7 separate regions of the Mus musculus genome follow, and regions 2, 3, 4, 5, 6 and 7 are each linked to region 1. The links are chromatin contacts, called in public HiChIP or PLAC-seq and promoter capture Hi-C maps. All regions are on one chromosome and are shown on one strand. Each heading gives the region's core, a stretch centred on a gene start, on an enhancer-like site or on the middle of the called end of the contact. The rest is flanking DNA. Distances are from core to core; before and after follow the strand shown.

The links. Promoter capture Hi-C pulls out the DNA fragments that hold promoters and counts their contacts. HiChIP or PLAC-seq counts read pairs in DNA pulled down with a chosen protein or histone mark. Capture Hi-C pulls out chosen DNA fragments and counts their contacts.
Region 2: a promoter capture Hi-C map of stem cell-derived epiblast-like cells shows a contact between it and region 1, with 5 times the contacts expected there. The contact joins the enhancer-like site here to the promoter of Sft2d2 in region 1. A contact is called at or near these places in 6 of 39 promoter capture datasets (cranial neural crest, embryonic stem cells, frontonasal cranial neural crest and 3 more), 3 of 484 Hi-C or Micro-C datasets (B cells, bone marrow-derived macrophages and embryonic stem cells), 8 of 115 datasets of contacts at active chromatin or transcription factors (astrocytes, embryonic midbrain, embryonic stem cells and 3 more) and 1 of 9 other capture datasets (embryonic stem cells).
Region 3: a contact with region 1 is called in an H3K27ac HiChIP or PLAC-seq map of microglia, with 8 times the contacts expected there. The contact joins the promoter of Ccdc181 here to the promoter of Sft2d2 in region 1. A contact is called at or near these places in 13 of 39 promoter capture datasets (the 3T3-L1 cell line, the C10 cell line, the HPC-7 cell line and 8 more), 1 of 484 Hi-C or Micro-C datasets (bone marrow-derived macrophages), 15 of 115 datasets of contacts at active chromatin or transcription factors (the 230-238 cell line, the NIH/3T3 cell line, the SCID.adh cell line and 11 more) and 2 of 9 other capture datasets (adipose tissue and liver).
Region 4: a promoter capture Hi-C map of pre-B cells shows a contact between it and region 1, with 6 times the contacts expected there. The contact joins the promoter of Slc19a2 here to the promoter of Sft2d2 in region 1. A contact is called at or near these places in 17 of 39 promoter capture datasets (the 3T3-L1 cell line, 3T3-L1-derived adipocytes, the C10 cell line and 12 more), 8 of 484 Hi-C or Micro-C datasets (CD4 T cells, CD8 T cells, LSK cells and 4 more), 9 of 115 datasets of contacts at active chromatin or transcription factors (the 230-238 cell line, bone marrow-derived macrophages, embryonic stem cells and 5 more) and 1 of 9 other capture datasets (liver).
Region 5: a contact with region 1 is called in a promoter capture Hi-C map of liver, with 2.3 times the contacts expected there. The contact joins the enhancer-like site here to the promoter of Sft2d2 in region 1. A contact is called at or near these places in 3 of 39 promoter capture datasets (cranial neural crest, liver and pre-B cells) and 5 of 115 datasets of contacts at active chromatin or transcription factors (the 230-238 cell line, kidney, large pre-B cells and 2 more).
Region 6: a contact with region 1 is called in a promoter capture Hi-C map of liver. The contact joins the promoter of Blzf1 here to the promoter of Sft2d2 in region 1. A contact is called at or near these places in 19 of 39 promoter capture datasets (the 3T3-L1 cell line, 3T3-L1-derived adipocytes, the C10 cell line and 14 more), 8 of 484 Hi-C or Micro-C datasets (CD4 T cells, CD8 T cells, Sertoli cells and 5 more), 26 of 115 datasets of contacts at active chromatin or transcription factors (the 230-238 cell line, the NIH/3T3 cell line, the SCID.adh cell line and 20 more) and 5 of 9 other capture datasets (adipose tissue, embryonic stem cells, liver and 2 more).
Region 7: a contact with region 1 is called in a FOXA1 HiChIP or PLAC-seq map of pancreatic cancer cells. The contact joins the promoter of Pou2f1 here to the promoter of Sft2d2 in region 1. A contact is called at or near these places in 1 of 39 promoter capture datasets (erythroid cells), 3 of 484 Hi-C or Micro-C datasets (embryonic stem cells, erythroblasts and rod photoreceptor) and 1 of 115 datasets of contacts at active chromatin or transcription factors (pancreatic cancer cells).

The regions. Positions count from the first base shown.
Region 1 is chr1:165,192,597-165,195,925 of GRCm38.p6, forward strand. It overlaps Sft2d2 (SFT2 domain containing 2), which reads right to left and starts at 1,837. Exons shown (of 8, transcript NM_145512.4): 1 at 1,644-1,837. The coding sequence starts at 1,706.
Region 2 is chr1:164,375,283-164,378,981 of GRCm38.p6, forward strand. The region is part of intron 9 of Nme7 (NME/NM23 family member 7); the gene reads left to right. Among named protein-coding and RNA genes, the nearest start is that of Gm39690, 41 kb to the right of the region's middle. Within about 2 kb of position 2,024, at least 18 of the 459 cell types and tissues checked have an H3K27ac peak or open chromatin away from gene starts, as enhancers often do. A contact at or near this core is called in embryonic stem cells and stem cell-derived epiblast-like cells, where this site is marked.
Region 3 is chr1:164,274,313-164,277,735 of GRCm38.p6, forward strand. It overlaps Ccdc181 (coiled-coil domain containing 181), which reads left to right and starts at 1,286. Exons shown (of 6, transcript NM_029115.3): 1 at 1,286-1,449.
Region 4 is chr1:164,247,213-164,250,664 of GRCm38.p6, forward strand. Slc19a2 (solute carrier family 19 (thiamine transporter), member 2) reads left to right here and starts at 1,834. Exons shown (of 6, transcript NM_054087.3): 1 at 1,834-2,244. The coding sequence starts at 2,041.
Region 5 is chr1:164,424,632-164,428,304 of GRCm38.p6, forward strand. All of the region lies in intron 13 of Nme7 (NME/NM23 family member 7), which reads left to right. Among named protein-coding and RNA genes, the nearest start is that of Gm39690, 7.9 kb to the left of the region's middle. Within about 2 kb of position 1,755, at least 25 of the 459 cell types and tissues checked have an H3K27ac peak or open chromatin away from gene starts, as enhancers often do. A contact at or near this core is called in liver and pro-B cells, where this site is marked.
Region 6 is chr1:164,305,979-164,309,658 of GRCm38.p6, forward strand. Blzf1 (basic leucine zipper nuclear factor 1) reads right to left here and starts at 1,506. Exons shown (of 7, transcript NM_001160209.1): 1 at 1,169-1,506; 2 at 461-538. The coding sequence starts at 500. Nme7 (NME/NM23 family member 7) reads left to right here and starts at 1,694. Exons shown (of 14, transcript NM_138314.4): 1 at 1,694-1,776; 2 at 2,082-2,272.
Region 7 is chr1:166,000,832-166,004,418 of GRCm38.p6, forward strand. Pou2f1 (POU domain, class 2, transcription factor 1) reads right to left here and starts at 1,803. Exons shown (of 16, transcript NM_198932.3): 1 at 1,731-1,803. The coding sequence starts at 1,791.

The DNA of each region.
Region 1 (3,329 bases), core at 587-3,086:
CAAGAGTGAAGCCACAGTCTTTTTAAAATAGATGTAACATATGCCTAAGTGTAAGTGGAGATCAAAGCCCTTCCATTTAGGAAGGGGTGGGGGGACAACTAGGCAGTTTGTTTTCAAATGGCGCTACACTATTCACTCCCGAAGATGACCACCACCTCACTGTCAACACCGTACCCTCCGCCAGTCTCCTTTAAGACCCCAACTTTGTACAACAGCCTGTTCCTTCTACAGAGCTTATCTTTACATGACAGCGACGGTCAACTAAATCTTGGGGCTTTTTGTGGGGGGGAGGGAGCTTCTCATATGAAAGTTCACAAGAAGCCAGAAATTTTTTTTAAAAATGAAAAAATTAAAACATGAAAATCACTAATTTGAATTTTAACGATCATGCAGAGATTGGAAAGTTGCAGCTACTGAGCCTAATTGCAACTGCCCTTGGGTTATCTTTAGTCCCCAGGAAGCAGTTCTTTCTTGCCCACCTGTGTCTGATGTAACAGTGACTAACCTCCCGGAAACTGCTAGGGAAAAACACCTTGGAATTTATTATCTTAACAAGGTTTTCGAATGCTATCAGGCAGCCTCTGGGAGCCACAGCTGAGATTCCTCCACACTGCCCTAACTGCCTGCTTACCGCTTCCACTAATGCTTCTGAAAAGTACCTTAATTTGTTAATTTGTTCTGTTACTCTAAGAACTTATCAAACTGTTATCATGTTGGAACACTGAGTTTGCAGAAACCTGAATCTGTCCTGGGGCCATGGTCACTCGTATTTGGCTTCAAAATAATTTATTCTCTTTGAGATGCAGTTGTGTTTTGTTTTGTTTTTTTGCAAAGACAAAACTCAGAACAAAATCAACCACAGAAGTGAGCGCAGAATGTTGGGGAAACCACAAGAAAGTCAAGTAAACACTAAAGAGGAACTCCAATTTCCAAGGAAAAGGGGCTATTGCATCTCGTTCAACACCCTTCTTTCTCAGAAGGGGAAACCGGGGCTAAGGATACATCAAGTAAAACGTAATTCTGTCTTCAATCAAGAAAGGAAATGTAAACAAACTTCCAAAGCACCCAAAATATGACATTCTGAGTGGCTCTGGAGCACAGGACTTTTGTGGTCAAGTTTCAGAGCCATCAAAGCCCTACTAACAAAACAAACACACTGGCAGTCTCCGAGCGTGGTGAGAATCTATAGTTTAGAAAGTAGCCCTGGAGATTCGGAGACCTGGTAAGTCCCTGTTATCAGGCGTTCACGGAGTTTTACAATTACAAAGCAGAACGCATAAGGTCTGGCTCTCACACCCCACAACCTAAACTAGTCCGCGATCCGGCGGTGGATCCTTCCACGAAGGCCGCCGGCCTCGCCCAACTCCAAAGGGCTCTCTCTCCCTGGCCGGTCCGGCTGGGATGGGGCTCGGGGCCCGGATTCCAGGAGGCCCCGGGATCCACACTCCCACTCCACAGATTTCTGAGGTCTTGCTTCAGAGCCTCAAGCCCTTCGGAGGGAAGGTTGGAGAGGGTTCGGGAGCCACGCCTTCCACAAAGCTCGCGCTGCCACCTGTGGCTGTGTCCCGGCAGAGCTCGGCGCGGCGGGCCGGAGGACAGCAGGGCAGCTGTCCAAGAAATGCCAACTCCCCCGGTGCACGCACCTCGGACAGACCGCTGCGGTCCTCGGTGTCCTGGCCGCTCAGAACTTTCTTCAGCTTGTCCATGTCAGGGTCCCGACCGCCGCCTTTGGCGTTCGCTCCGCCTACCACTCTTCGGGGTGCGCAGCCGCCGCCCCTCCGCCCGCTGCCAACCACGGCGCGCCCCGCCCAGGCACCTGCCCACCTGCCCGCCCGGCATGCCCCGCGCCAGCCACGCCCCCTGAACGAGCTCCTTGGGGTCACCCGGGGCGGGGCCGAGAGAGTCGGGGTGAAGTCGGCCAGGCGATACCTAACCCGGAAGCTGGCTGCGCGCCCGGGCTTCACGGATTCGTTCCAGCGCCCAGCACCACCATGTGCCAGGGCCTGGAACAACGCAGGCCTTTCGCAAACTTACCCATGGATGCTGAAGTTAATCCGCTGGTGGTTGTACACCGCAGATCTATAAAAATATATATTTCCCACGTTAAGTAGAACAAATCAGTGTGCAACAGGCTGGAGCAGTACAACCCTGTGTATTCTTAAAAGCAGCAATTCCTACGTCATCCCTAGGGGAAATGGCTCGGGAGATATGACTTGGGCAACACCTGAACAGATGGCAAGTGGTGAGAAGAATCAATATTTTCGTGTTTGGTAAATGCTTTACTTCAATCAGTCTGCAGCACTACTGAGGCTATGAAGCAGAATCCATATGAAGTCATGGGCTCTTCCAGACAGGACAGAAATTTGCTCACCTTGCACACTGGTGGCCAGAGATATCTGGAACACCTATGTTAAGATTAAACTAGTTCAGAAAAGGCACTGAGACCAAGGTGTAGCTCAGTGAGAGAATGCTTGCCTAGCATATGCAAGGCTTTGGGTTCAGTTTCCACCACTGTCCCTGCTTCCCAAAAAAGGGAAAGGAGACCACAGAGGAACTTCAGAAACACCCCCTAGGTCACTTTACCTCCCACATATTTTCATGTGAGGTCTCCAGCGTCCTTCTTCACTTGTATAAAAACATAAAAACATAAGACCAGCTGCTGCTGCCTCTGCAGGGACTCCTCTTACCTGCCACATTTTCCAGTGAGTCCTTACACCTCTCTGTAAGACGTCAAACATCAGAGCACAGTGCAAAGGCTGTGTCCTGAAAGATCCACTCTAGCTCTGTCATTTGCCACTTAGGAGGCCTTGAGCTAGAAGCTCCTTAGCCTTTCTGGTCCCCAGCTGATTTCCTCTGTAGAGTGAGCACAATGGCTTCCAAACGTGACTGTGGAAAGCAAGCATGACTGTATAGACAGGTCTGGAGCAGAGGGGAATTTAAATAGCATTTAGTAGAAGCTGTCCTTGTTCTCTCCTAGCCTGATGGCTTTTCCAGCCACCTGTGGTGAGGTGATAGAACTGGCCCCCACAGGCTCATGTGTAAACACTTGGCCCATAGGGAATGGTACTACTAGGAGGTGTGGTCTTGTTGGAGTAGTTGTGGCCTTGTTAGAGGAAGTGTGTCACTGTGGGGGAAGGTCTCCTATGCTTTGACGGCTCCTATGCTCAAGCTCTGCCTACTGTGGTACATAGTCTCCTGCTGTCTTTAGATCAAGATGTAGAACTCTCGGGTTGGAGAGATGACTCAGTGGTTAAGAGACACTCAGATCAGTAGTGTTCATAACAGAGCACACAAAGGTTGAGGGATATTGGATCATGTGACATTGTTCT
Region 2 (3,699 bases), core at 774-3,273, 820 kb before region 1:
TTTCCATTTTTACTTGACAAACTGTTGCTTTTATACCTAATTTTGAAAAGACTTTTCTTTACAATTAAGTAAGCATGTAATGTTTATTTGTTAAATTATCATGTGTATGCATGTTTTACCTGTATGTATGTCTGTACACCATATGTGCGCCTGCTGCCCTCAGAGGCCAGAATTGGGCTTTGGATACCCTGGAACTGGTGGTACAGATGGGTGTGAACCGCCACGTAGGTGCTAGGAGCTGAGCCTGGGTCCTCAGGAAGAACCGCCACGTAGGTGCTAGGAACTGAGCCTGGGTCCTCAGGAATGGCAGCCAGTGCTCTTAGCCACAGAGCCACCTCTCCAGACCCCAAGGTTAAGTATGGAAATCCTGTTACAGAGAACAGCTAGCAATAGCTATTGCTACAGGTAAAACCCAGGTGAAGACTGTAAACGAAAACTGAAATCTCAGAGAACAGCCTCCACCTCCTTGAGCTATTTAGCTTCCCAAACATATAATGTGCTGATACTGGGAGTGTCTTCAGTTTGTGAGCTGCGGCAGAACAAAATGTGTTAGCATTTGAAAGACCTCCATGATGCAGCAAACCGATGCCTCCCGGATGATCACTGCGTGGTACAAACCGTGCATGGACAAAGAATATGGTAGACCAGTGCGTTTAATATTGTGGCAAAAATCAAAGACTTGCCGAATTATACTCTGCAGTGACTTTTTAAGAAACTCCCACTTGTCGTGTAAAGGATATGGACCTTCGTCTTGCATTGCTATTAAAGTACGCCACCTTTGTCCAACTAAATGTGCTTAGCCAAAATATCATAGATTGAAAGCTAAAGTGTATATAAGCTGCCCTCCGTTAACTTTGACGTTCAAGAGACTTTAAAAATATATAAAGCAGTGTCTCTTATCACTAGTAAATACTCACTTTTCCTCAAAAATATTACTTTCTGTTAACAGACAAAGCATTTGTTATATTTAAATTAATAACTATTTTTAAATTTCTGTTTTAATTTATAATAAATTCTGTTAGATAGAATCTATGTAAATAACAGTTCTTTAGAATCTTAAAAATTTCTAAGAATTAAAGGGTCCATAATGGCAAACAGTTTGAAAACTGCAATGAGCACTGCCTTTTTTTCTTTAAATCTGCAAACTTCAGAGAAACTCACATTCTCACTCTGTGGTTGACATCATCAGGCCTTTACTTGTGTGTACTTTGAGAAATAAGTTCACCTCTGGTTTGCTTTCAACCTCCATCCCATGTCAATTAAAATAGCACTATTGGATTGTAATTCCGATAGTAAGTAAAAATGCACACTAAGGCATCATTTTTGCTTGGTAACTGGACTTTCTAAGTACTTATCCTGACGGTTTAGAATATTGTGTGTGTGTGTGTGTGTGTGTGTGTGTGTGTGTGTGTGTGTGTGTGTGTGTGCAAGTGTGTGTAAGTATTGTGGTAAATCTCCATCCCCAAATAAGCCCCAGCAATGAAAACATGACTCAATTAATATGAATCCATGCTGTGCGTCTAGATTGGGCAGATCTCCCGCTACTCTACCGTCTTCCTCAGCTTATGAGACCCCTTAGAACTTGCGGTTTCTCCAGGCCATGTGCTTCTGCTCTGCTTTTCTTCTTCCTCCTCTGCACCCTCTCCCTCTTCCATTTTTTCCTTCTCTCCTCACCTTCGTTCCACCTTCCCTTTTTATCTGCCCAATCATGAGCTCTACTTTATTTTACAAATTAAGGTGGGAAGCAGGTTTACAGGAAATCACCTGAGTGCTGACTCATTCCTTGTTCGCAGCCCCTCACAGGAGAATGGATTTAACATCAAATATAATTAGCCCCATGGCTATCCACAACATGTAAGAGACAGAAAGAGGGAGATAGGGTTGTAGTTTACTTGAAAAATCCAAATTATCTTCTAGGTAACTTAGAGTGATTGCAGCCACAACACAGAGCAGCTAAGGATGTCTCTTCTGAGTCTGCATAAGAATGGGCCCCTCAGCAGAGAGGATAGAGCGGAAGCTCGGGGACCCTCCCCCCAGTGGTAGAGTCAGAGTGTCAGGTGGGTAGGTAATCATTGTTTTCAGCTGTGTCTCTACCCTCCCAGGCTCGCAGAGTCTGTTCTAATCTAAAGGTCACACAGATGGCCCTGGTTGAATGGGGCCACAACTCAAAACCAGAGTTGTGATTCTGGGCAAGGGACTGGTGGGAGTGGCAGTGGTGATAGGGATGGGAGGGAGAAAAGAGAGGGTAGGCAGGAGAGAGTAACCAGAACACATCATATAAGGCATAAATTGTCAAGTAACAAAGTTAATCAATAAGAAATGTTGATATTATAAAATTTTTATATTAAACAAAACTATCTCAAAATTATTGCCATACTCTTAAGAGTCAATAGAACCTTCCCCTTTAAAAAAAAAAAAAACAAAAAAAAACAAAAAAAAAAAAACACCCATTTGTGAAGGAATTTGTTCCCGAACTCCTCATATTGATATCCGGGACTATGCTGGTTAGTTTTTGTCAACTTGATGCAAATGGTGAGCTATCTGGGAAGAGGGACTCGAAGTTGAGGACCTGCCTCCATACTCTCAGCCTATAGACAAGTCTGTGTGGCAAGTTCTTGATTGTTGGTTGATGTAAGAGGGCCCAGCTCACTGTGGGCAGTGCCACCTCTGGGCAGGTGATCCTGGGTTGTGTTAGAAAGCAGGTGACCCAGGGAATAGTGGCAGGGACCTTTATTTAATCTCAGCACTGAGGAAGGGAAGCAGAGGCAGGCAGATCTCTATGAGCTGAGGCCAATCTGGTCTTCATAGCAAGTTCTAAGCCAACGAAAGCTACATAGCCTGTCTCAAAAAGCCAAGAGAAGAAGAAGAGGAGAAGGGAGAGAAGGAAGGAAGGAAGGAAGGAAGGAAGGAAGGAAGGAAGGGAGGACAGTAGGAAGGAAGAAAGCTAAACAAGCCATGGAAAGCAAGCCAATGATCAGGCTTCCTCCATGGTCTGTTTTACTTCCTGCTTCAGGCCCCTGCCTTGAGTTTTGTACCTTGACTTCCCTTCATGATGGAGGTTGTAAGCTGAGGTAAACCCTTTTTGCCCCAAGCTTCTTTTGGTTGTGGTGTATGTCTTAGTTATTGATAAATTGCTGTGAAGAGACACCATGACTAAAGCAACTTAAGAACGAAAGCATTTAGTTAGGGAGTTGATGACAGTTTCAAAGGGTTAGTCCATTTCCATTATTGAGGAAAGGTGGTGACAGACAGGCAGACATGGTACTGTAGTGAGTAGTAGCTGAAAGCTTACCTCTGATCCTCAAGCCAGGGGCAGAGAGAGACTGGACCTAGTGTGGGCTTTTGAACCCTCAGAGTCTGTGCTAAATGACACACCTCCTCCTACAAGGCTACACACCTCCTTCTACAAGGCCACACACCTCTTAATTCTTCCTAAACAGTCCACCAACAAAGAACCAAACATTCACATTTACTTGCCTCTGAAGGCCATTCTTATCCAAACCACCACAGTGTCTATCACAGTGGGGAAAGAATCAAACTAGCTCCACAGACCTTCAACTGGGGTGTCATCTCTCTTCCTTCTTGGTGGTCTTCTTCTTTTCTGAATTGCTCATACATTTCTCTTTAGCCTGTCATTTTTCTTCAGGATTTAAGAGTGATATATATTTTAATTCCCCCTTGAAGTCTCTGCCTACCTTT
Region 3 (3,423 bases), core at 36-2,535, 920 kb before region 1:
GAGGCATTAAATGATGTGCCTGCATAAAGTGTGACATAACCCCTCTCTCATTCCTTCCTCCCCTGCGGGTAAGTCTTGAACACTCATGATACATCTCGTTATTCTATGATTTGATCGTGAACTTTCTAAAATGTCCTGTTTTCGAGGTATTTTCCTCTCTCATCTCTGATGACCAAAACCCCACTTCCTTCAGAAACCTTCATTATCCTTCCTCACCAAGCTTGTAAATATTACAGTTAGTTCCTTTTAAAGACCTATTAGCCTGGGGAACTCAAGAACTATCTATCAAACATTTATATGGCTGGAGGCTTGTAAATGTCTAAACCCAGTCTCTCCTTGAAAGGGAACTCACAGTTTCCTAGGAATGACTGCCATGAATATTTTTGCATGGAAATGAGACATGACAATGTTTATCCCCAGATCACATTGTTGGCTTCCAAGTTATGCATGTAATTGCTAACAGGCAGTGAGGCATAAGGTTTTGATGTATGCTTCACCCTATCTGGTATATTTTGAGTCAACAAAACAAGTTGATGCCTGTCTTCCCACAAGCTATCATCTCCATGTGTAATGCCCAGCCCGTCTCCCATAATTTATACTATTTTTCAAAAGTAAGCTCTGGAGTAAACTCTTTACATATATAAAGATATATATATATATATAATCAAGGAGAGGTTAATATATTAATATATATTAGCTTATATATGAATCTCTCCTCGATCCACCTTTTTTTTTAGATGAATTTGTACCTATGTTATATTGCCCTTCTATTTACACTCTGTGAGCTCCTTCATGGCTGGCCTATTATCTATCACCACAATCTGAATGTTCTCTTATTTTCCTATTATCCCCCAAGGTATTAAGGGAAGTTATGGGAAAACTGTAGTTGCCTCTCTTGATGAGTTTGATTGCTGGAACTAAAGTTCTATTTTCTTTCATAACTCCTTTCTGTAAATACAATTTTGGCTATAATTTCTTTAAGCTGAGGGTCGAAACAGCAATTAACAACTAGCAACTGTTATCTTTTAATATTTACTTGAGGAACTGTTATCTTTTAATATTTACTTGAGGAAAATGAACACAGAAATGCACTTTTATTGTTAAGTTTTGGAAACAAATTAAAAATCTGACTACAGGTATACAAAATCCACATTCAAGGCAGAAAACCAAAGGGGATGCGAGTCTTCCGGGTCTTGGAAACGCTGGCCGGATGTAAGGCGCAGGTGTTCGCGGGGATCCGTTCTGCGCCTGCGCGCGATCCTACCCCGCCTCAGTAGTGGGAAGTCCGGAAGAAGGCCTCAGAGGCGCGCTGTTGCCATGGCACCCGGGTGCTGGGTGCTTCAGGAGCAGGCCCCGGGGTGTCACCGTTGCCTCGTTGTCAGAGCTTAGAAAAGGAGAAGAGAGCTCCTGCGGCCATCTCTGTGACCCCAGCCGCTGCATCTTCCACAGGCAGGAGGGGACTTAGCGGGAGAGGAGGGAAGGACAGGCAGACAGGTGGCAGGAGCAGGGAGAGGATAAACGTCGGGGCGAGGTGGCAGGGAGGCGGCTGAAGCGAGCCCTCTTCCAGGGAGAAGCCCCAGGATCTCCCCAGCCCCGCACAGCGTCACTTCACCATGCACCAGGAGAGCCCCTCAGAGGACGGCTTAGACGCTTAGAGTTTTTGTCCTATCATTTCCCTTCTCAGAGTTTAAGACTATGAAAGGTAGCTTGCGTGGAAGAAATCACTCCTGAAATGTTAGCTTCCACACATAGAATGCTATATTCATTCCGTTGGTGCTTCAGATGTTCAGCACGAATCCAAAATTTTACCTAATTTTGTTAAATATTCCTGTCAGAGCTTGTAACAGATGGTAATTTAAAAAGTATTTCATAACACCACAGACTTATGGGGATGCAGCAGGAAGGATGGACCAGATAGTTTCATAGTGCTGTAGAAGTTTGCTTAACTGCTTTTTAAAATAAGGTGTTTTTTGTTTGTTTTTGTTCTTGTTTTTGTTTTGTTTTTGCTAAATGCTTTTTTTTTATATGGAAAGGTTTTCTCTTTACTGTTTATTCTTTTGGTTCTAGGTGTTTCAACAAATATTGTTTAAAAGGTTATATATGTAGGGGTGAAATAGAAGTATTGGGTTAAAGTATTTTTAAATATTTTTAATCTTGTGAGAAAGTTACCAAATATAATGTGCATCTATGCCTGAGGTTCGGAGCCACATTGCAAGGTCTTCAGACACTGAGAATTTTTCACACACTTAAGTGGAAGGAACTAATTTCTGCCACTGCAGTTTACTATTGATCTGGCCAAAAGCACTTACAGAGATTTTTTTTTTAAATTGATGATAAACTTTACATTTTATATGTGTAAAAAAAAATCATAGTAATAAAATAGGAAATGCTAAGAAATGCGGTTCATGGAAGATACCATTTTATTCTAGTGTGTTGACATGTGTATCATGTGAGCAATGCCCTGGTGGTGATGGTTAGGAAGCCAAAGGGTTGAATATCCTGTGACTCATTTGAAAGGCTTACGGGGCTTGGCAACAGGAGTTCATGTTTATGTTGCTTGTTTACGCTAGAAGCAGTGGAGATGTTTCTTTTTGGAGCTGTAGAAATTCAATTACACTTCAGATTTGATCCAACTTCATTTATTTTTCATTTATTTTGCCTGTGCCCTTTTAAAACTTATATTTGTGTGATTTTATTAGGTCTTAAATATATATGATATATTTTTATTTGTTATTGGTTCTGGTTTTGAATTTAGCATTTTAGCTTTCATGTAATTGATATTTTAGGAGCTCAGAAGTATGAACTATTTCAAACTTATTATTTATGAGCTCAGAATTATGTTTGATATAAGACTCTGAGAAGACATGGAGGAGTTAGTTCTAGAAAAGTTTTCTTCTAGCAGCAAGTTAAACATCGTAATTTCAGCATCCCTTCTGTGAAAAGAGAGCTAATGATACCATGGAATAATGAGTGTGAAAACCAGTGTGGTTTTTACATGCCTTTTGTCTTAAGGCAAATTTGATTTTATTCTGTGTCATTCATAGTGTAATCATTTTCACTGGTGGGTAGGCAGAGAGTGTAAGGAATCTAGTATGTCTTGAAGGTAGATGTTGGTTTATCCAAGTCACCTCAAAATAACTTCTAATTGAGAAGTTATTGAAGCCTTACATTTGCGTTTGTCAAGAAGGCCTGTTTTATATTTTTAGCTTAAAAAATATCTGGAGGGGCTGGAGAGATGGCTCAGAGGTTAAGAGCACTGACTGCTCTTCTGAAGGTCTTGAGTTCAAATCCCACAACCACATGGTGGCTCACAACCATCCGTAATGAGATTTGATGCCCTCTTCTGGAGTTTCTGAAGACAGCCATAGTGTACTTACATATAATAAATAAATAAATAAATAAATAAATAAATAAATAAATAAA
Region 4 (3,452 bases), core at 584-3,083, 950 kb before region 1:
CTACTAAAATACATGTCCGTGCAAGGCAGCCAGGAGAACTAACTGCTCCAGCTCTATCTCTATAGTTGTGAAGAGAAACTGATATGATGGTGGAAATTTAGGTGACTACACATTTAATAGACCAAACATCCTCAAGCTTTTTGGTCTCGGAGCTCTTGTCATCGAGGAGACGTTTGATTTTGGTGACTTAGAACGGTTGATATTATCAATTTAGTAAATTGAACCGAGAAAATTTGAAATATAGCACACAGGCACACTCTCTTTTAGCTTACAAACTGATATCATCACAGGTTATATAGCCTCTGGAGGCTAAAAGGAATAAAGTCTTCCTAGCCAGCCCTTCAAAAGACTCTGAAAGATGTCAACACCACACCTTGCATTTTGGCAAATTGCTCCACGCACACATTTTGTGTATTCACTCGTGCAGCTCGATTCTGCTGATATTGGGACAGAGTCAGTCTGTGAGTCCAGCAAAAAGTCATGCAGAGGGCGATGAAAGAAAGCGCTGGGGATTCCTGCCACGGTTTGCCCTTGAAAAACTTCTGACAACAACCTGCCCTCTTATTGCCTCGTTTTTCTGTTTTAGTGAAGTGTTTTAGTGAAGGATCGCTCAATGGGAACCCAGGAGGTTCGCACAGTGAGCCCTTTCAGTCCTGCCTGCCAGCCCTCAGGTGTCTAGTTGGTCCTTCTCCTTGGAGACGCAGTGACCCAGGCAGAAATGAAAGAATGAAAATTCAGATCGCCCTCACTAACAACAGCAGTCTGAGAGGTGAATCTCAAGACTGGGAGTCGCTGTGACCAGAGGTGCTGGAGAGCCAGCAGCGCATGGTCTGAGCCAGATTTTGTAGCCAAGAGTAGGAAAGGGGGAGTGCAGGCTCCCTTGGAGAAAGACGGGGTGATTAGCCTGTCTGGATGGACCGAGAAGACAGAAACCTCCCAGTGTAGGGTGGGGGTTAGCTGCTTTTACTTTTGAACCCTGTGGGTATTTCGTGAGCGGCACACTTCCTGAAACCTTGAGCCCATTTTAGGGCCTAGGTTTTTAGGGCGATTTCCTTTCCATAGGATATATTAGTTAATTGTTCTTTGTATCCTGCCAACAAAAAGTGACGAAATAAAGCAAAAGCCTCTTGCTGATTAACTCGGTCATCCTCGTTTTCTTTCTGTCTATAGTAAAAGGCCCCAAATCTCAGTTCTCAGGTCCAGCTTGTGTCTTTCTACCACATTTAAAGACAATGTTAAAAAAAAAAAAAGCAAACTAAATCAAACCCAGCAACAACAACAAAAAGCTCTTGGAGCCCAGGGATTGCATTCTCCCGCCTCAAGGTTAAAGGTTTGCAAGCCTGTGTCATCATGTGTCCCGGGCAGAGGACCAACATCAGTAGGTTGGCAGATAAGACTGAGCAGACTCGCTGCGATGAAGCACACATCCGGGGATCCCGCTCTAGGGAGCCTTCCGGACGTGTGATCGGAAAATGCCTGGTGACCGATCCGACCAGGGAGGGTGTGTAGGGTCCTCGCCACAGAGTCCAGACATGGCCCCTAAAAGTCCGATGTCCCAGAACCCCTCACGTCAGAGCCCGGGCGCGCAGCCCCAAGCGGCCTTTCTGTCTTTTGAGCCACTGGCCAATAGGGAAGCAGGGAGGTTGGCTCCGGCCGGGAGGCATTGGCGAGGAGGAGGTTCCCGGGGGCGTGGCTAGTGATCGTCTGCTGTGGGTGGGCGTGGCGTGGGGCGTGGCCAGGCGGAGGCGGGCCAGACCGGGAGGCGGACCTAGGGAAAGGGCGTTCTGCGGTCGGGGCGGGGCGTGGGGGCGGGGCCAGGCGGGGTGGCGGGCCAGACCCGGAGGCGGACTTAGGGAAAGGGCGTTCGGCTAGCGAGCTGTGGCCGCCGGCGGGCGGTGGGGACTCCAAGCACCTTGACCCTGGCGCGAGGCGGCGTCGCGCACGCTTACAGGTGCCCGCGCGGGCTCGCGGCTCGGGCGCCCTCCCGTTGGCCGAGAAGGAGGAGGGGGCCGTGTCGGCGTCCAGCCCCTCGCGCCCAGGATGGACGTGCCAGCCAGGGTGTCCAGACGAGCGGCGGCGGCGGCGGCCAGGATGCTTCTGCGTACTGCCCGCGTCCCTCGCGAGTGCTGGTTCCTGCCGACCGCGCTGCTCTGCGCCTACGGCTTCTTCGCAAACCTCCGGCCGTCGGAGCCGTTCCTCACGCCCTACCTTCTGGGACCCGACAAGAACTTGACCGAGAGACAGGTAGGCAGGAGCGGCAGGCGGGGAGGCCGAGCATGTCAGATGTTTGTGGAGGGTCTGGCGGCGGAGTCCCGGAGCGGGCTACGCAGATATCTGTTCGGATTTCTGCTCGCTTGGAAAAGTGGCCTTACTCTTTGCGTTTCTAGCACGTTCCGTGCGAGACTAAGCAAGATGGGCCGCAGCCCACGTGCATGTGTGTTTCAGGCCGTATGTGGATAACCCGGTTCTGCCCGGACAAGTCCTGTGGGAGCTGCTGGGGACCGGGGACAGTGCGTGGATAAAGAAAACAGTAAACTCGACTTTCAGTAGAATATGTACATATGAGTGTTTGTATGTATATATGGATGGATGTTATTTGGCTTTGTTTTTGTGAGAGGGTCCCCCTTTCCTTCCCCTCCTTGACTTTGTTTACCCCTGACAAGATAGATACGCGCTATTACAGAAGGACAATACAGGACAGTAGTACGCCATCCGAATATGGGTGCTTGATTAGGTAAGACTGTGTCCAAAGATTTACTGCACCCTCTGAAGTCCGTCTCTGGGATGAAAACAGACGGTGTCATATAATTGGTACTTAGCTTTTCTCGGATGGTGAAGTGTTGCTTCACCTACAGGTTTTATCCTCCGTACAGGTGTTTTTGAGGGCTGTGATGCACATGGGCCATGACCAAGAACTCCTGCGCAGACATTTATTCAAGATACAAACTTGTACGCACAGCACCACAGAAGTGCATAGTATACTTCAGAAATGTGCCTAACTCCTGTGATTAAAGCTCATTATCCCGGCACTTGGTTTTGTCAGAGGAGCTTGTAGATGGAGATTGCTGCTCCAGGACCCTTTCCTTGAGTATCCAAAAGAGTGAAAGCTCAGGTCCGATGTCTTTTCCCTACTGTCAGATGAGTGGATGCTGAATAATTGCCACCTTCTTCCTATACCCGGTTTCCTTCCTTACCGCGCTGCTTCCCTGCCCAGGTGGCTGTAGAATATGACTCCCATTTAAGCCTCCCTGTCATTTCCTGTCAGTCATCACTTCTGAGGAGCAACTAACTCAATAACTTGGCATGCCAGGTCAGAGCAAGAGGTGACACTACCAGACCCATTTCAGACTGGCAGGATATAATTACTCAGAGTCCAGTTTGTTGTGCCTTTATTCAAGGTCACCTGGGAAAGAATTGAGAGTCAGTGTGGAATCCCGGATCCACTGACATTT
Region 5 (3,673 bases), core at 505-3,004, 770 kb before region 1:
CAGAGCGTCTTTATGTGGGCCTCTCTCCAGCAAGAAGCCTCAGCCCTTACGTCGCTGTTTCTAGGGCTGCCAAGATCAGAGGCTGCTGGGTCTTCTTACGGCTTACACCAAGCGTGGGAACGGTAGCCGTCCATTATACTCTCCTGCTAAAGAGAATTCCAGAGTAACCCAAATTCGGTAGAAAGGTGCTCTCCAGGCCATAGGAAGGATGTAACTCATAAAGGTCATCCTCAGACAGTAGCTGTCGTGAACAATTCCATTTGGAAAAACAAAATGCAGAGGGAAGAGAAAGATGCCATTAGCTACATACTAAACACGGAGTGATTTATCATTATAGAACTACATGAGTGTCTTAGGGTTTTACGGCTGTGAACAGACACCATGACCAAGGCAAGTCTTATAAAGGACAACATTGAGTTGGGGCTGGCTTACAGGTTCAGAGGTTCAGTCCATTATCATCAAGGCAGAAACATGGAAGCATCCGGGCAGGCCTGGTACAAGATGAGCTTGAGAGTTTTGCATCCTCATCTGAAGGCTGCTAACAGAATACTTGCTCACAGGCAGCTAGAATGAGGGTCTTAAAGTCCACACCCACAGGGATATACCTACTCCAACAAGGCCACACCTACCCCAACATGGCCACGCCTTCTGATAGTGCCACTCCCTGAGCCAAGCATGTACAAATGAGCAAATCAGCTTGAGTCACTTCATAAAGACCAAGGAGATTTTTAGGATGATAGTAGTTCAATGACATCATTGAAAAGAACTTGTACAAATACAGTAGATGAAGTCTATGAGGGTAGAGTAAGGCTGTCCCCTCAGATCAGTGTTTAGGGCTCGACCATCAAATGAGGAGCAGAGTAAAGAATTAGGTCCACTAGTGCCATATTCCCTGTCCCTGCTCTCTCTGAGCTGGAATTGATGAGACTGTCCACTGGTTGACGTCAAAGTGGGTTCAAAATCCTTTCCTATTCGGACAATTTTCTTATAATGACACATAAATAAATGAGATAAAATGAGCAAAATAAAGGCGAGGGGGCAGAACAGTGGCTCAGAGGTATGGTAAAGGCCTTGCCACTGAACCTGACGATGGCGTTCCATGGCACTCAGACTCACATAGTGACTCTCCTGATTCTTCCAAACGGTCCCTTGACCTCCACAGGAGTGCATGACACACGCAGACCCACACAGTAAACATATGTAATTTTAAAATGATGGGAAACTTTTTAAAAGTAAGAAACCTTTGACATTCTTTATCCCTTTTGGTTCAACTAGCATCATCCTTAGTGTTTGTTTGTTTGTTTGTTTGTTTTTCGGTTTTTCGAGACAGGGTTTCTCTGTGTAGCCCTGGCTATCCTGGAACTCACTTTGTAGACCAAGCTGGCCTTGAACTCAGAAATCCACCTGCCTCTGCCTCCCAAGTGCTGGGATTAAAGGCGTGCACCACCACAACCGGCTCCTTAGTATTTGTTAAGTACCCGATACACATTTGATAAGAATATACATTTGACTTCACTAAGAACTATCAATAATTGTTACTCTAGAATTGGCTCCTGGGGGTTATTATTTAGTAATAATTTTTGAGTTTTGTTAGTAAATGTAAGGGTAAGTGAACATTGTGACGAAGTATCGCCTCCTCAGTATTCTGATTTTTCTATTCAGTGACTGGGAAATTTGTGTGTTGTCAACAGCTAGCAAATCTGTGCTAAGTCAACATAACCTGACTTAGATAAGGGGCAGGCAAGCTTCAGGCCGTCAGCACGTGTGGCCCACTGCCTGGCTGTGCATGTGCACGCTCTGTAAGGCAGTGGTTCCTGTGGGTAGGTCTGCAGCTGTTTTCTAGCCACACTGTCAGAACTAAGAGGACTAGAGACTCTGCCAACTATGTTTCCTGCCTCTGTATAGGAGAAGTTTTGTGGTCCTTCGTTTTGTTTGTGAGACCTGGGAAGATGGCAGGAGATAATTAGAAGCTTACAGCGCCCTTGGCTTATTAGTCTACTGACATTGTGTTGACAATGGGGTACGCACTGATCTAGGAAACGGGGACTCGGTGCGAGCCTGCCTCTCAGGACAGCTTGATCAGTTTCTGCTGTCCCGCCACAACCAGAGCACTCATCCCTAAAATGTTTCCATTTAGTTGTGATGAAGTCAGAACTCCTGTACATTACAGTCAGGCCACTGTGCCACTGACCCCAGGCTCGTTCCTGTCCTGTGTGTTTTCTGCATTACCGTTGCGATGGTGTCTTATTTGCTGTTTGTCCCTCCTGACCACACAGGCTTGTTCTCCTTCTGAGGTCATGCTGCTCCATAGGCACACTTTCCAGTGCTCATTTGCTTTGGTACTTCTCCTAATTTTTCAAAAGACTGTGAATTTCTAGTTTCTCCAGAGTCTCCCTTAATTACTTTTATTATTATATTTTCCTAGTCCATATATACTAAAAAAACAAGCTTTCAACATATTTGTGAGAGCATTAATAGCACATATTAGGTAGTTTCAAAAAAATTATTGTTGCTGTTTAGTTTTGTTTTCTTACTGTGATATAGCATCTGTGAGAATCGGATCCTTGCTTATGTTGTTAATTGTGTTCTTAGTGTTCAACATAGAACTGAATACAGTAGTATACCATAGAGTGTTGTAAATGAGTGGAAGGAATTGTGGCATAAACTTGAAGTCGATACAGGTTTTTATAATTACCATAGTTTTCCTTTTCCTCTGAGTTTCCTTAACTCTGGTCTTGATCTCAGTGCAGTAAAAATGTTACCCTTCAGTGCTTTCTGATACTCGACTTTAAGGGACGGAAAGGGCATAGAAAGGAGAGGTTGATCTAAATGACAGGGCTGTACAAAAGTCAGGATTCCTGCATTTCTTTATTTCTGTGATTCCAGTTTTTGCCCAGTTCAGACTATTCAATCAACTGTTAACTTGGACTAACCAGAGAACCCATATCTCAATTTTTTTCTTTAAATTTACTGTTATGTTATGACAGAATCAAAGCCTAGTTGTATGAGAACCATCAGTGTGTGTGTGTGTATCATGTGCGTTAACAATTGTGAGGAAGGGGATAGGGAAGGGCACCATGGTCAAAGATGCTGTCTGACACAGCCCTGAGGTCCTTCAGTGTGTGCCCCTCAGTCCCCAGGTGTCCCACTGCCATCCCCAGGCAGGCTGCATGCACTGGAAAATACCACTGATGTGAGCACAACTTAGCTCTCTTTGTAATGAGTAGCTACTTTTGTCGTGTTGGGACATAATGCTTTATAAGAGCAATTATGTCATCACGTAAAGAGCAGAGGGTTTATTTTGGCTCCCAGTTCAAGGGCACTGTCCCTGAAGGTAGAGGAGCCATAGTGGCGGAAGCTGGAAGCAGGGTCACGTTGCATCTCTAGTCAGGCAGCAGCAAGAGGTCACAAGGCAAGCTTGCACTCAGATCACTGTCTCTCAACAGTCAGGACCGAGCCGGAGCAGTAATGTCTCTCAGATCAAGGGGTGCTTTCCCTACCTCCGTTAACCTAATCTTGATTATCCCTCACAGACATGCCCAGAGATGCTTGTTTTTACTGATTCTAGGTCTGGCTGAGTTGAAAGTCACTATTAAGTGTCCCAAGGACTGTGGGTTGTGAGAGAATTCATGAAGATAGAACTCATCTTGGACTTTTAAGGAGAATAAGGCTA
Region 6 (3,680 bases), core at 256-2,755, 890 kb before region 1:
ATTGTTTATTTTAGGTTTGCGATGAGCCCTATAGGTAATGGTCCACCCCTCCTATGATGGCAGTGCTATTCACATGCTTGAGAGAAAGTTCTGTTGTTATACTGACAATCACATTGCTCTCCCGAGACAGTTAAAGGATGCAGACAAGTGACATCAAATATAGGTATAGTTTTCATTGATCCATGTAGCACAAACATCTGTTTTCACTAACAATAGTTACAGTGTAGTAAAAATAAAACGAACAGTTGTATTACCTGCCTTACTAGATAATCAAGGGGGAGCTCTCTGAGTTCAAGGCCAATGAGTTCTAGGGCAGCCAAGGCAACCCAGAGAAACCCTGTCTCAAATAACGCCCTCCTACTCCAAAATAAACCCAAAACACAACCCTCCCCCCCAAACCAAAAAAGCAACCAATCAAACAAAAAACCAAATCAATTATTATCAAAACAAAAACACTTACCTTTGTTTTCCGAACTTTTAAGGGTAGTCATTTTTTCCATAACTAATGAGAATACAATCCAAGACTTTCACCGAAGACCTAGAGATGTATACATACGAAAGAATTAAAGCAATAACAATATATTCAGAGAATGCATCTACTTTAAAAGTTATTTTTTAATTGTTTCTGTCTTTAGTACCCACGTTCTTCATTATTTCCTTTTGACGGGCTGTAATGTATACCTGTTAAATAATGAAAACCCAGGCATAGGTTTAAGTGGTCTCTGGAGTCTAGACTGTAGAATAGGTGACCACACGTCCTAAAAGCTGACTGTTCCTAGATGTATACGATTCAGTACCCGGTCTAACTTCCTGAACATCACAAATCCTTGCCCTGGGAATGCATCCTGAAACTCTATCCAATGGCAAACAGAGACTTTAAAGTCAGAAACTTCGCTGGGACCATGCGATGCCGATGAGCAAGTGTCCTTGTCTAAGAAACACCGGGTGAAGGTGTGGGGAGGCATGGGTGCCGAGTTTAAAAGGAGAGGAGGTGGAAAAATTAAGCCTGTCAGCCTCATTCCCCAGGAGTATGAGCCCAAGTTTGTCCCTGTCAGGAGGAGCCTCTTCCCAGAACAACCTTTAAATCCCAAACCAATGGCTGCCGAACTCCAGCCCAGACCATCCTCTTCCCACCGCGTCCGGCACACGGGCCGGCTCCAGGACTTACCTGTGATATCCTTACTTCAATGTCCACCGCTCAGGCTCTTCACTCGCTCAGCAGCCGGCTGACTTGTAAACTCCCCTGGCACTCGGAAGCCAACCCGCCCAAGCCTCCCTGACACGCAGCGCCTCGCTCACTCTAATCACTTCCTATTACACAGGGTTTCATTTCCGGAATGCTCTTCTGAAGGACAAGGACCAACTGACACTTCGTGCTGTGTGTAAAATGAAGAGAGACAGGGTCTACTATGTATCGGCTCGGAAAGCGAAAACTGGAAGATATCTACTTAAAAAAAAAGTACCAATAGATAATGCAAGCGGTATGGACGCTTAAACTTCCGGGTCACTACCAGCCAGACGGAAGTGAACGCGTTGGAACGGAGAAGGTGGCGTCGCGTTGCCCCAGGCGATGAGGCAAAGGGTGGATCTTTGAGTGAATGGGCGGGGCCTAATTACTCCCAGCCAATGGAGACGAAGCAGCTTCGAGGCGGCGTCTTCGAAGCAGTGGCTGGAGGAAGGCGGGGCTTGCGTTGCCAGAGTAACCGGATCATTGGTGGTGGTGTAGTCTTCCTGTGTACAGGAATCTATTTCCTGTGCTGAGATCTACAAACTATGGTAAGTGTTATAGGGAGGCCCTATGAAAGGCTCCGAGACCCTGGTTACGGAACATCCAAGTCTTTGGGCGATTGGGCACCCCGCCTTTCATCACCTCTTACCTCGCTAGGAGCAGTTCCTTCTGCCTCTGCGCACCCCTTTTCTTGCAGCACCCTAATTTCCATTTTAGCGCCACTAAGACCTCAAGCTAGAGCAATGTAACAGAAAGTAAATGGGGGTGATATGGAATCTAAGAAAACCCGATGAGAATTATTTCGAATAAACCGTTTATAAGCTTGCATTGTTTATCTTTTTCGTTTTTCAAGCTTGCAGACCCTTATCGACGTGGTGCTGTCTCAACACTAACTTGGATCTGAATCTCCCTGAGTGCTGGAGTCAGTTCTCCCAAGCGGTGGAGTTCTACCTTGCATCTCCTACCAGGACCGCTTAGTAATAGCTGTCTGCTGGCTCAGCGTCTAGTTCATTTCATACTTTCCAGATCACTGTGTTTTAGCAGGTATGTTTTTCAGGATTACTTGGAGAGTTCTAGCATTCACCAACACCACCATAAATTATGACTGAATAGGAATGGGGCTTGATACTTTGCGTTTTAATAAGCCTTTAGATGGTTTTAATGTACCCATTGCTCTAGTGCACAGAGTTCTAGTTAACTCATCTTTAGTCATCTCTGCACTTGTGCGTGGTGGACGGGACAGAGCAAAATGTTGCCTTCAGGTGGGTGTAGCTGTGACTTAGCAAGAGGCATCTGCACAATGAGGCTTTCTCATTGACTGACGTTCAGCAGTCCTTTTTGTTAACCAATCTGGTCCTTTGGTACCAAAGAGACCTTTTCAAACCTTTACTTCACAGACCCAATCTCTTTCCTCCCTCTTTTCTCCTTTCTAGGCACTTGACAGAATCTAAGAGGCAATGTATTCAGTATTGGATTCCAAATAATCAATGATTTTACCTATTCTGTAGCCTCGTATTTCTACTTTAACGAAGGAAGTGTGGAAGTGACCGTTCATCTGTTTTGCTCTTGATTTCTCTTGCTCCCATCTATTGTAACCATTTGTGGCATGAAGTTAGTTAGCATTTGATCTGGTGTGTGTGTGTGTGTGTGTGTGTGGTGTATGCTGATTTTGTTTTGTTTTGTTTTGTTTTTCGAGACAGGATTTCTCTGTATAGCCCTGGCTGTCCTGGAACTCACTTTGTAGACCAGGCTGGCCTCGAACTCAGAAATCCGCCTGCCTCTGCCTCCCAAGTGCTGGGATCAAAGGCGTGCGCCACCTCGCCCAGCTAAGCTGATTATTATATAAGTACTTTTCTTACTGTGACTCATGATTCATCAAAATCAAAACTTGGTCCTTGAGCATGAAGAGTGGAATTCTCCGGGCATGCAGGCTTACCTTAGAGACAGTCCTCTTACTGTTTGGTAGAAAAACTGGGGCTGGGGGTGGGGTGGGGTGGGGTGGGGGAGGCCTAAAAACAGTTAATTAAAAATCTCAGGGTTCCCCCTCCCCTCCATTTGCTGTCAGTCCTTTCTGAGAAGCAGCAAAATGTTTTGAAAGGAGGGGAAGCTAGATGTCCTTCCCTCCGTGTGCAGTCTGGGCACAGGCAGACAGATGTATGTGGCAAAGGCCGATAGGGTGATAGTGTCTGTGGAGGATGGAGGTTGTTCACTGACATAAGTATATAACCAGCATTGGGGGTGGCTCCGTTGGTGAAGCACTTGTCTTGCAAGCGTGAGGACCTATATTCAGTCCCCCAAATGCACTCAAAACAAAAGCTAGACATGGTGGCATGTGCCTGTAATCCCAGCACTGGAGAGATGGAGACAGGTGGATCACTGGTTGGCCAGCCTATCCTATTTAGTACATTCCAGGCCTGTCTCAAAAACCAAACAAGTAGTAACAAAGGGACCC
Region 7 (3,587 bases), core at 553-3,052, 810 kb after region 1:
AACTCCTTTTAGAAGAAAACAAGCCAACCTCAGAGCTGATGCTTAGCTCGGAGCTGTTTTTATGCTGGAAGGTCCCCAAGAGGATGTGTTTTGCCTGCGGAGGAGGGGACTCGAGTGGCAGTTGATGGGGGAGTCATTTTGGTTATTAGTAAATAAATCAAGCAGCAGAGAACAGGGCCTAGGCAACTAGGGCAGTCCAGGCCTAGTTCTCTCCTTGTCTTCCCAGCACAGACTGGGTTTGATCTCAGAGTCCTGTGGATTGCCAAGGAGGAGGAGAAGGAAAAAAAAAAAAAAAGAATCATATCGAACCACAAAAGCACATGGGGCGAATGTAAAATATAAACACGGCGTTGGGCTGTGAGTGGCTGTTATTAAAGGTCTGAATTACTAAACATGAGAGGCGGGGAAAGCCAGGCGGCCATTTCAAGAATATAAACCTCCCTGAATTAGACATTATTCAAATGAGAAGCAAGTAGAGAAGACCCAGCACGCAGCTAGAAAGCACTACCACACACAGTCAGGGAGGGGGATCTCCGTGTCTAGCCACCACCCCCGCTCCCCGCAGTACAGGAGAAATCTAGAATATGATCAACTTGTCAGGCCAGCCCTTTGAGGGCAGGAGGGCAATCCTTTACGGTCCAGTTCTCGGGTGACCTCCGAGAGCTCCGAGGCCTCAGAGCGAGAGGGTCCCCAAGGCTACCAGCGCGTGGGGGGGGGGGGATGTGCGCGGAGGAGCTACCAGACCCCGCGAGCACCTCCAACCCAACTGTCCCGCGCGACCCACAGCAGCGCGGACCTCTGGGTGAGGGCCCGGGACACACGGACAACCGAAGCCATTTCCACGGAGGGGAACTTCCCCGAGGGTTCCTCCCACCTAGCCCAGCCTCCAAAGGGTCCGGGGGACCCCAGAGCGAGCTCACAACCCGAAGGCCAGCTCACAGGGCCCACGCCACGCTGCCCCTAACCAGAGACACGGACTGGCTGGGGTCAGGCCGCTGCCCCGGGCACGAGCAGGGCGCGGCTGAGGGGCCCCGGGCCGTGACCCCCGGGCTCGGCCCCACGCGGACCCCCCGCACGGCCGGGGGCAGGGCACCACTCCCCGGTGCGTCCCGCAGCGAGCAGCGTTCCCCAGCCCGAGCCCGCGCCGGCTCCCAATCCTGGGGGGGCGCCGCGCGGGTGTCCGGCCACCGGGGTCCGCTCGGGCCCCGCCGCCCACCGGCATTGTGCTCGCCGCCACCTCTGGCCCCTCCACGCCCCCCCACCGCCCGTCCAGGTCTCCCGCCCGCACCCCGCCGCGCCCCGCCAGCCCAGCAGCTATGAATATGTAAAATGTCTTTATTGTCCTCTCCCGGTGCCCCGGCCCCGCCGCCTGCCGTGGACCCGCTTAGATTCGGGCACCGTGCGAGGAGGCGGCGGCGGCCGGCGGAGGAGGAGGGCCGGTGCCGGCGGGCGGGCCGGCGCGGCAGCCGCGGGGTGGGCCGGGGGCAGGAGGAGCGCGGTGGCTCACAGCCCCCTTTGCCCCGGGTCTTCTTCCCCCTCCGCCCGGCCGCTCCGAGCTCCTTTTCCCCCTCCGCTCGGCGCCCAGAGGGGGCTGTGTTCCCCGGCCCCCCATCTCCTCGCCGTTAATTATAATAATCCTGAGTACTAATAAATTATGCTAAGTCGCGGGGGGGGCAGCGGGAGCCCGGCTCGAGTATGAATATGAATATGTAAAATGCTGTAATGATTACCTGCTGCTGCTGCCGCCGCGGCTGAACTCTCATCTTGACTCGCTGCTCCTCCGTCCGCCATTTTGAATATTTTAACCAAAATCGCCCGGTCGATAAACCCTCCCTCGCTCCCGCTCCCCTCCCCCTCCCGCCCTGCTCGCCGCCTCCCTCCTCTCCGCACCCTCCCGTTCCTTCCTCTCCCGAGGCGCGCGCCAGGGGGCGCCCGAGGCCGGCGCTGCTCTCCGCCGGCCCCCTTGGAAGAGCTCCACCCCCCTGCGCGCGCGGTGCGCACGCGCGTCCAGGCTGCAGGGACCCCGCCCCCTCAGGCTTCTAAAGTGCCCCCTAACCTGCCAATCATCTCTTCCTTGTTTTGTTTTTTTTTCTTTCCCCCTCCCGTCCGCGCCGCTGTGCGCACGCGCAGTTTTCTCCACGCGCCGGAGAGGTAGGAAGCGCATGCGCGTCTCTTCGCCCCCTCCCTCCCCCCGGGAGCGCGGCTTCACCCCAAAGTGTAGTATGTCAAGTGCTTGTTTACGTCTCGGGATGGGCTTCCCGTCTTCCGTGTTAGTCCCCTCCCGGATAAGTTCGGGGTTTCCACGGCGGTACTGTAAAAGGGCAACATGCCCGGCGTCTCGCCGCGAGGACACGCGTGAGGGACTAGCGAGCGCTCCACGGCCGCGCACTTTTTCAGGACTCCCTCGCAGTTGACTGCGACAATGGAGGGGACCGCTCCCCGCCGAGGTAATTTCCGGCCCTGTGTGCAGGTGGGGGCGGAAACGCCCTCGGCGGGCAACGGGCACGAGGCACCTGCTGGGCCACGCGCGGACGTCCCGCTTTAAATTTGAATCCGAGCTAATCCCCGCCCCGCGCCTCAGCCCACGCCGCAGATTCGGGGCGGGGCCGGCGGGCGGACTCCTGGGGGCGTGTCCTGGCGGCTCTAATTAGCCAGGCAAAGAGTCGCCTCCACTTGTCGCGCGTGCCCGGCCCAGCCTCTGTGGGAGCGGCCGTCCGAGTCGCCCGGACGCCCTTGCACGCGCCCACCCGTGCGAAACAAACAGACCCCATCTGCGTAGGGATTCTTTTTTCTTTTTTTTTTTTTTTCTTCTGGAGCACCTTTTAAAGGCTAATTGTAAACTGACCTGATTAAAACCATGCAAGTTGGCAATAGCGCCAACGGTTACGAATTCTCTTTGCTCTGTCGTTCAGTAAATACGATCGCGGGGGGCGGGGGGTGGGGGTGGTGATATTCCTCTTGTGACCATCTTCCTAAGTAATTAGCCAAAATATTGCCCAGATTGCTCCTTTATTGCAAAAAAAAAAAAAAAAAAAAAAAAAAAAAAAGGCCTGGATGAAGACCCAAATCTATTTTACTAATTCTTGACAAGTCCCAAGATTTTCCTAAAAAAATTTCTAAGGATAAAAACAAAAATATTGTGTGGTAAGAATAAATAGGTCCTAGGCTGTCCTTGAGAGGGGTATTCCTAAGTTTCAACTGGGTAAAACTGCAGGTTCTGCACACACACACACTCACACACACACACAGCCCTAAACACCCTAAATAAACAGATCCCTACCTGGAAGCAATTATTTTAGCGGTTAAAGTTTTCATTGTGAGCCCGAGGTTGCTTGTTGAATTCTTTACTCTGCACAAGTACACCTAAAACTGTCTGTCTGTTACAGCTAGTGATTTGAGGTGAGATTGATTTATTCGAAGTAATTAAGCCTTAGGGTGTGCACATGACTGCTTAAACCAAATAATTGGTCCACCCTATAATTATTTCAAAATACACAAACCAGCACAGTAAAGGAAATGCAAATTTGAACCATGTTACAATTAATATCTGGAAATATGACAAAATTATATTACTATAAGGGAAATCT